Regions from separate parts of the Gasterosteus aculeatus genome. Here region 1 is linked to region 2. Evidence: chromatin contacts called from public Hi-C data. All regions are on one chromosome and are shown on one strand. Each heading gives the region's core, a stretch centred on a gene start, on an enhancer-like site or on the middle of the called end of the contact. The rest is flanking DNA. Distances are from core to core; before and after follow the strand shown. Region 1 holds the start of sdc2 (syndecan 2). Region 2 holds the start of samd12 (sterile alpha motif domain containing 12).

What was found. Hi-C and Micro-C count contacts between places; a contact is called where the count stands out from the background.
Region 1: a Hi-C map of tail fin shows a contact between it and region 2, with 1.9 times the contacts expected there. The contact joins the promoter of sdc2 here to the promoter of samd12 in region 2. A contact is called at or near these places in 3 of 6 Hi-C or Micro-C datasets (skeletal muscle and tail fin).

Annotation. Positions count from the first base shown.
Region 1 is chr10:6,080,209-6,084,102 of fGasAcu3.hap1.1, reverse strand. sdc2 (syndecan 2) reads left to right here and starts at 2,548. Exons shown (of 4, transcript XM_078081352.1): 1 at 2,548-2,797. The coding sequence starts at 2,738. It overlaps ppp1r36 (protein phosphatase 1 regulatory subunit 36), which reads left to right. Exons shown (of 11, transcript XM_040188500.2): 11 at 1-23.
Region 2 is chr10:5,907,319-5,910,827 of fGasAcu3.hap1.1, reverse strand. samd12 (sterile alpha motif domain containing 12) reads left to right here and starts at 1,325. Exons shown (of 5, transcript XM_078081215.1): 1 at 1,325-1,554. The coding sequence starts at 1,542.

The DNA.
Region 1 (3,894 bases), core at 1,299-3,798, 170 kb before region 2:
AAATGTAATGAAATTCACAACAACTTTCAAGGTCTGCACTTTCTATGGAGTCTGAATATGCATGTACATACAAAATATATATTATATTCACAAAAGAAAACTAAGTCCAGCACGTTGCGTGAATAATTCACATTGTATATGATGTAGGTGGTAAATCAAGTTCTACAGTATTCCCGTTGTCCCAATCAGTGGGCGCCTTTTTTTTTTTTCAAGATTTAGATTGTTGAAGGTGTCCCTTTGGACCACTAAGTCATTCTGCGTCCTTTAGCTGCTTGACTATAGGCTGACCGTAACATGATACACACACACACACACACACACACACACACACACACACACACACACCACTCTCTGGCGAGGCTTGGTAGCAGAAGGGGCTTTGCCTTCGCCCTAATTGGCTGCGTAATCTGGGAGTGGAGTTAAGCTCTTCTGAGGAAGAGGAGGCCCGGGAGTCTTGTGGAGCAGAGTGGGGGATGGGTCACAACATATATTCAATTGGCTTTAATAATTCTAAGTGTACACCCAAAACGTTTTGCTCTCCAGTCTTTCTGGTAGCACAAAGTTACTACCTTAAGGAAATAGTTTTGCTTTCCTTGACGGAAACTAGGTTAAGAAGATGTACACACACACACACAGGTTTGTAGGGAAAATGTCTTTGCAGCCTGTTGATCAAAATCTACATACCAGAACTTCTAACGCTCAATAATTATTACATTATATCTCATTAGTTTAATTCATTTAAAAACCCATGTTTGAAACCGACAATGTTGGGACTTTTTGCAGAACCAGCTGTTGGCCAGGACCACTTGGCAAGCAACCAGCAGGGTCTCCAAAGAAGAGGTCCTGCAAACAGTCCCTCATTAAACAGTGGATTGCTTATATTTTTACCTCTGCAGTTTTTGTACAGTTGTTTCTACTTTCAACGAAGATATAAGTTGTCTAGTGAGCTTTACAAATACCGTAATGCTGGTCATTGAATTCGGTGACCTTTGAACTGACCCACATAGGCTCTCTCTCCCCGTTTTCAGTCTTTAGTGAGTTTAACTAACCGCTACATGAACTGATGACTACACGTCTACCGAACAAATGCCAGTAAACTCTCGCTTCACCATTGCAGTAATTCATTGCATGCATAATACTCCTGCTAATCAGTCAGATTTAAGTGCCTTTAAAAATTCCAAACGCGTTCCTTTTTCCAGCAGCGCCTGTCACTGGTAACGCTTTCTGTTTGTCTCTCCGCCTCAGCGTTAAAGGTGAATGAGCGGAACCGGGTCAATGACGTTGATATTGGGGTCACTCGGCAGTTCAGCTGAGCATGACTAATCACATCTCTGCAAAAACTTAAGGACACGAGTACGATTTTGCGGTAGCACCACCAATGCACGAATGTCCAGTGCGTTCCGTATTACTGGCGTGCGTGCGGGTCTCTGGCACATGTACCTGAAGGTCACCTTCTACGTGCCGTATGTGTGTGGCTAAAGCATTTAGTTTGGCAGTACTTGTGATCAGGGGAGTTGTAGGGTTCACTGTGCACAAAGGGCAGTCTGTTATTGAGCGGGATTAGTGGTTCTGGGAAAACGTTGTTTGCGCTGTTCTGAATGGATTTTAGCGATGTGAATGGAAGTGGAAGATGAATTACCGGCTACCGCGTTGCGTTGGAAAAGGGTCACACTTTCTTTAAATGAGTGGAACAATATATCTACACTACCCCTGTAATCAGGCAGCAGTTGCACAGGTTGTAGAGTGTTAAGCAAAAAGGGGAATGTGTGAGACGGAGGTTCGTAAAGCAAACAGAGAATCTCTCAGAGAGGAAGACATTTACATCCGACGCACCGGTTTCTGTGAAGCTGCTACGTCCGGTAACAGTGATGAAGCTACAGCTTTGACGAAGGCGTTCTAGAACTGTTTAATCTTTCACTTAAAACACCAAGTACTCCCACTCAAGCCCGTGACTGTGTACAAGCCCCCGAACTGAGGTGGGCCGAAGGTCAACGTTCCGATCAGGGTAAATCTAACCCTCTATGTTCGTTTTTGTACAACCAATTCAATAAAACCGATTTAAACAAAAAACGTGATATTTTGTAGATTATGAGAGGGAGGAATTCATTCACACCAGCAGGGGGAGACTTCGCCCACTAATGGCTGAAGTCAGTAGGGGGGAGGATGGGGGGGGGGTCCTAGTCATTAAATGATGTAACTAACTCCATCTCTGCATGTTGTTTATTCATAGCATATATAAATGGATGTTATGGTATGGCCCAAAACAGCAGCAACATAATAAAGACGAACGTCCTTGTCATTTAGTGCAAGAATCTCCGATGAGGGGGAGGAGGGGGGGGGGGGGCAATTAACCTCTAAGTATACAGAAAACTTCAATAATCAACCTGTGAATACACGTATTTACAGCACGCCAATGCGCAACATAATTGGTCGGTTATGATGGCTGTTCAATTATTGACTCCCCCTTTTTTGTGTTTCGCTACTTTGTTGCGGGGGAGAGAGAGAGAGAGAGAGAGAGGGGGGGGGGGGGGGGGAGTGGGGAGGGGTGGGGGGATAAGCAGAACGCAACACGTATCCGGTGGGATTCCGCTCCTGAGAGAGACACAAGCGGCAGGAGTTGGAGCAAAGGGTTCAAGGAGAGCGAGCGGGAGAGAGAGACGAAGAGGAAGAGGAAGAGGAGGGGGACATTTTGGCATTTCGCTCGTAACAGCGCGTTTATAATTCGCAAAGAGGAATAATGAGGAGCGTTTGGATAATTTTGACCCTCGGGCTGGCCGCCTTCCTCTCCGGAGAAAGGGTGAGTTGTTGGAAAGCAAACTTCACAAATAGCGGTGTGTGTGTGTGTGTGTGTGTGTGTGTGTGTGAGAGGGGGGGCCTTGGGTCCGCGGACGGACCACTCGCTGCTTTATTGCATTGTCTGTTTGCTGGAAGAATAAAAGATTTCCCGTTTTGTTTCGGTGTTGCTCGCGCGGAGTCTCCGCGGGCTTTGCAGCGACTCCTCGGGGATCAGCGCCGGGGACCGAAATAGAGCTCCGGCTCCGCGCGCGCGCTCCCCCCGCGTGCAGCTTTAAAGGGACCTTTTTCCGCGGACGCAGTGCATCCAAAGAGCCGCGGCGTCTCTCCCGGTTGAACGTCCCCCTCGAAGCAGCGGCGCAGCAGTGCGTTAAAGACGCGCTCCGGAGGCCGCGGTGTAACTTTTACCTGCCGTGTGAGTTGCGCGCGTCGCAGCGGTGCTGCGGTGATTCGCTGCCGTGATGCTGATTCCCGTGACCGCTGTGGACGGGTCCGTGCTCACTGAAATGAGCGCATCATTTAGGAGATGTCAACGTCACTGGAGCCACACAGCTTCTTTTCAAAAAGAAAATCATTGATGCTTGTAACGTTTTAATAAATAATTTTGTATTAAAAACGCTATTTACTGCCCATTGTTTTATCATCAGCCATTGTTTAAACCAAATGATCATTGCTGTTTCCTTGATTCGGTGTCGGGTCCTGCTCGGCGTTGAGGCTCCTGGCTGCAAATGTTGGAATGACACATTTTTGGCCCTTTGGAGTGCGGCCCCTGTCATTATGGCCCCCTCCTGTTGTTCCTCCGTGGGTTGCGACTTGTCGCTCGGCGCGGTGCCTCCTCCTCTGTTCAAGCTGCTGATTAGGATTCAGACACTGTTGTTTTTTAATGACTCATGGTCTTGCACGAGGTCACCAGGAGTACATTTTTGACGTGTTTTCTTTCATTTCGTGCACAACAGTGCGGCTCTTTTATCGAGCGTGTCCATGCATTGGCCCAAGTATAAAGCGGGCGACCATGAAAGAGTACTGCGTAAGTCACAGGGTCCAAAACTACAACAAGAGGTGGGGAAACATTGGATTGCAGCACAGCGTACAGGGGGATGT
Region 2 (3,509 bases), core at 76-2,575:
ATGAGCCACTGCAATGACTTGTTTTGCCACCGGCTGACCGAGAAGATGAACTCCACTGTCCTTTGATTGGAGCCTGGACTTGGTTAGCTTGGCTCGGCGAAGCATAAAGACCTGAGGCAGGGAGGAGCAGGAAGGCTGAAGACAATTAAAGTTAATGTGGAGACACATGAAATAACTATCATAATTATTCGTTGACCAGCTGTTTCCCTCTTTCCAGCCGTTATGATAAACTGAGCTAATTGAAATGCTGAAAAACAGCATTTTGATATCAGTTTAGGAATAACATCAGATCAGGACTCACTGGCAGAAGAAAAGACGACATCTGCAACAATTACAAAAACACTTTTAAATCTACACTGCCACAGAAGTGGTTTTGGTTGTTTAACTGAAAAGTATGATCCATCCATCCATTGTCAAACCGCTTATCCTGCACACAGGGTCGCGGGGGGGCTGGAGTCCATCCCAGCCAACTTCGGGCGATAGACAGGGTACATCCTGGATTGGTCGCCAGCCAATCGCAGGGCTACACAGAGACACACAACCATTCACACTCACATTCACACAACTACGGGCAATTTAAAGTCCCCAATCAACCTGATCCCCAGAGCATGTCTTTGGACTGTGGGAGGAAGCCGGAGAACCCGGAGAGAACCCACGCAGACACGGGTAGAACATGCAGACTCCACACAGAAAGGCCACTGGGCGGAATCGAACCCAGGACCTTCTTGCTGTGAGGCAACAGTGCTAACCACCACGCCACCGTGCCGAAAAGTATGATATTTTTTTCAATTCTACACTTCCACACCCACACATTCTTACTGTATGTGATCCTTATCACAGACAGGCTGAGCAGAATTTAAAACAAAAGAACGAGTTCCTGCTGTGGGTTTGCATACCGATTGACATGCCTGTTCACACAACACAGGAGAAATGTGCCGGAAAAACCGTCAGGTATTTTAACTTTGACTTTCCTCCAGATTCCACACATGCTTCCTCCTTGTGCTCATGCGTTGTGATCCGGGTACACTGGCTTTAGTGTAAGCCAGTCTGAAGACTTATAGACTTATATATTTATAAAACAATTTTCTGTTTCCAGAGAAGTGCATGAATGCAATTATGAAGAAAATGAGTTAGTTTTGAATTATGAGGAAAGAACCTGGAAGTGTTCAGAATCAAAGTAAAACGTATGAATTAAATACCCTCAATTGTATATATTTTTGCCGTTGTCATGGTGACTTGACATATGGCCGCAAAGTGCTCTGCCATTCATTTATAAACCATTTGAAGACTCTACACTCAAACATTTACCAGGTGACGTCAGTTTAGTCCCCGAGTGTTCGGGGGGGAGAGACAATGGGACTCGTTTCCCCATGAAGCGCCGAGAACTACACTTCCCATGATGCTTAGAGGCGCGGCAGCAGCTGTGCGCTCCGGCTCGCGACGCCCGCAGCCAAGTGATAACACGCCGAACAAGGTACGACGCGAGGGAGCGTCGACTTTTACATCTCCGCGGGGAACGCTCGGGTCTGAGGAGTAGCGCCATGGCCGTCGAAGGTAAGACGCCTTCACGCAACGACACAGCGACACAGACGCCACTTCCGTCTCCGCGTTGAGGTCAGTTAAAGCCGCGGGACGCCAATTGTAGCCGCGCGGATGATGGCAGGTGCGCGCGGTTCGACCCAGACGCGACCGAGGGTCCACCTGCGACCAACCCGGCGGCGTCGCAGCCTCGGCCGCGGTTAGTGACGTGCACCGTCCCGGTCACCTGGCGCTGTGGTCACGGCGCCCTGTTGCAACGATGCACCGCTGGGGTTAATTTGCGGTCTCACGCACTCAGCATCTGTCAGGGTTCGCTGCGCGCCTCGGGGGAGGGGGGCAAGGGGGGTCGCTCATCTGGCAGCAGGTGGCGTGACGTGGAGCGGGGATGTGACCCGCTCCGCCCTGTGGTTGTCAGGAGACGGTTGGGGGCTGCTCGGGCTGCTCGCTCCGGAGGGGGCAGAGGGGGGAGAGAGAGAACACCGGCGGCGAGGCGGGATGCTCGGTCAGTCCGATCACCTTGTCGGGGGCGTCTTGTGGATCCAGAATCCATGTTGGAGCAGAAGAGAGGAGGAGGATGCTGAAACCTGATTGTGAGACGTCTCAGAGTTTTGTGTGATCTTTTGTAATGTCAGTAAGCGCTGAATCAGCACATTAATTTTTTACCTGAGGAACAAGTGAAAGCCTCTCATGGTGTCACCAACGCAAACAACCTCCCTATTTGGGCCGTTTTTTAAGATCAAAAGATGGGTTGTGCTGCTTATTCATTGTTACCTGTTTCGAAGCTGGAAATGCATCTTTAATGACCTACAGCGTGAGCACAACAACAACAACAACAGCAGCAGCAGCAGCCGCTGTAACAGGCGTCTCCTGAGATGCGTCTCTCACAGCTGAGGAAAACCGTGAAGGCCGGTGCTGCGGACGCACACTTTGTTCCCCGGGCTGAATGTTATCCGTTATCCAGCTTAATGTTTCTTCATCGCTTTCTCATCTTTTTTTTAAGTATCAAGGCTGAATCAAAATGATGGTTTAGTAATTTAACAGTCGACATTATACACTCACCGGCCACTTTATTAGATACACCTTGCTAGTAAAAAGTTGCACCCCTTTTGCCTTGAGAACCGCCTTCAATCTTTGTGCCATACTTTCAACAAGGTGTTGGAAAAACTTCCTCAGACATTCTGGTTCATATTGACATGATGGCATCATGCTGTTGCTGCAGATTTGTGGGCTTCACATCTACGATGCCATGACCTGTAGATACAAGGCAGGATGGATCCATGTTTTCATGTTTACGCCAAACTCTGACCCGACCATCTGAATGTCGCAGCTGACATCGAGGCTCCTTCAGACCAGGCAACGTCCAGTCTTCTACTGTCCAATTTCGGGGAGCCTGTGCGGACTGTAGAGCCCGTTGTCTTCAAGGTTCCGCGTGGTGTTGCGTGTTCAGAGATGCTATTCTGCGTTCCTTGGTTGTAACAAGTGGTTATTTGAGTTGCTGTTGAGTTGTCACTCAAATCCCCTTTCCGTCCCCATTCCGATGCTCGGATTGAACTTCAGGAAGTTGTGTTGCCCACGTCTACATGCAAGAAATGCATTGAGCTGCAGCCATGTGGTTGCTTAGCAACTTTAACAGGAAGACACCGTTACTGAAAGCTTTGTCACTGTTGTCGTTACTGCGTGAATGCGAACACAAAGTGTGGAATGCCGGGTCAATAACTGTTGTGATATTAGCAGCTATAGGACAACTCTGAGCATTCAAAGGTTATGAAAGTCCATGTCCCCCAAAGCACACTTCCGCCAGAATGAGGCAGGAAAAACTGCATTTCTAAACAGACACGGTCAGATAAGACGATAAGAGGCTCAAACACGATGCTCCATTCTTAAATTTAAACACAGTTAAGCCCTGTTTCTTTTTTTCTTGTTAAATTTTGGCTGTAATTTAAACCACCCGTGTTTATTTCTCTGCCCTG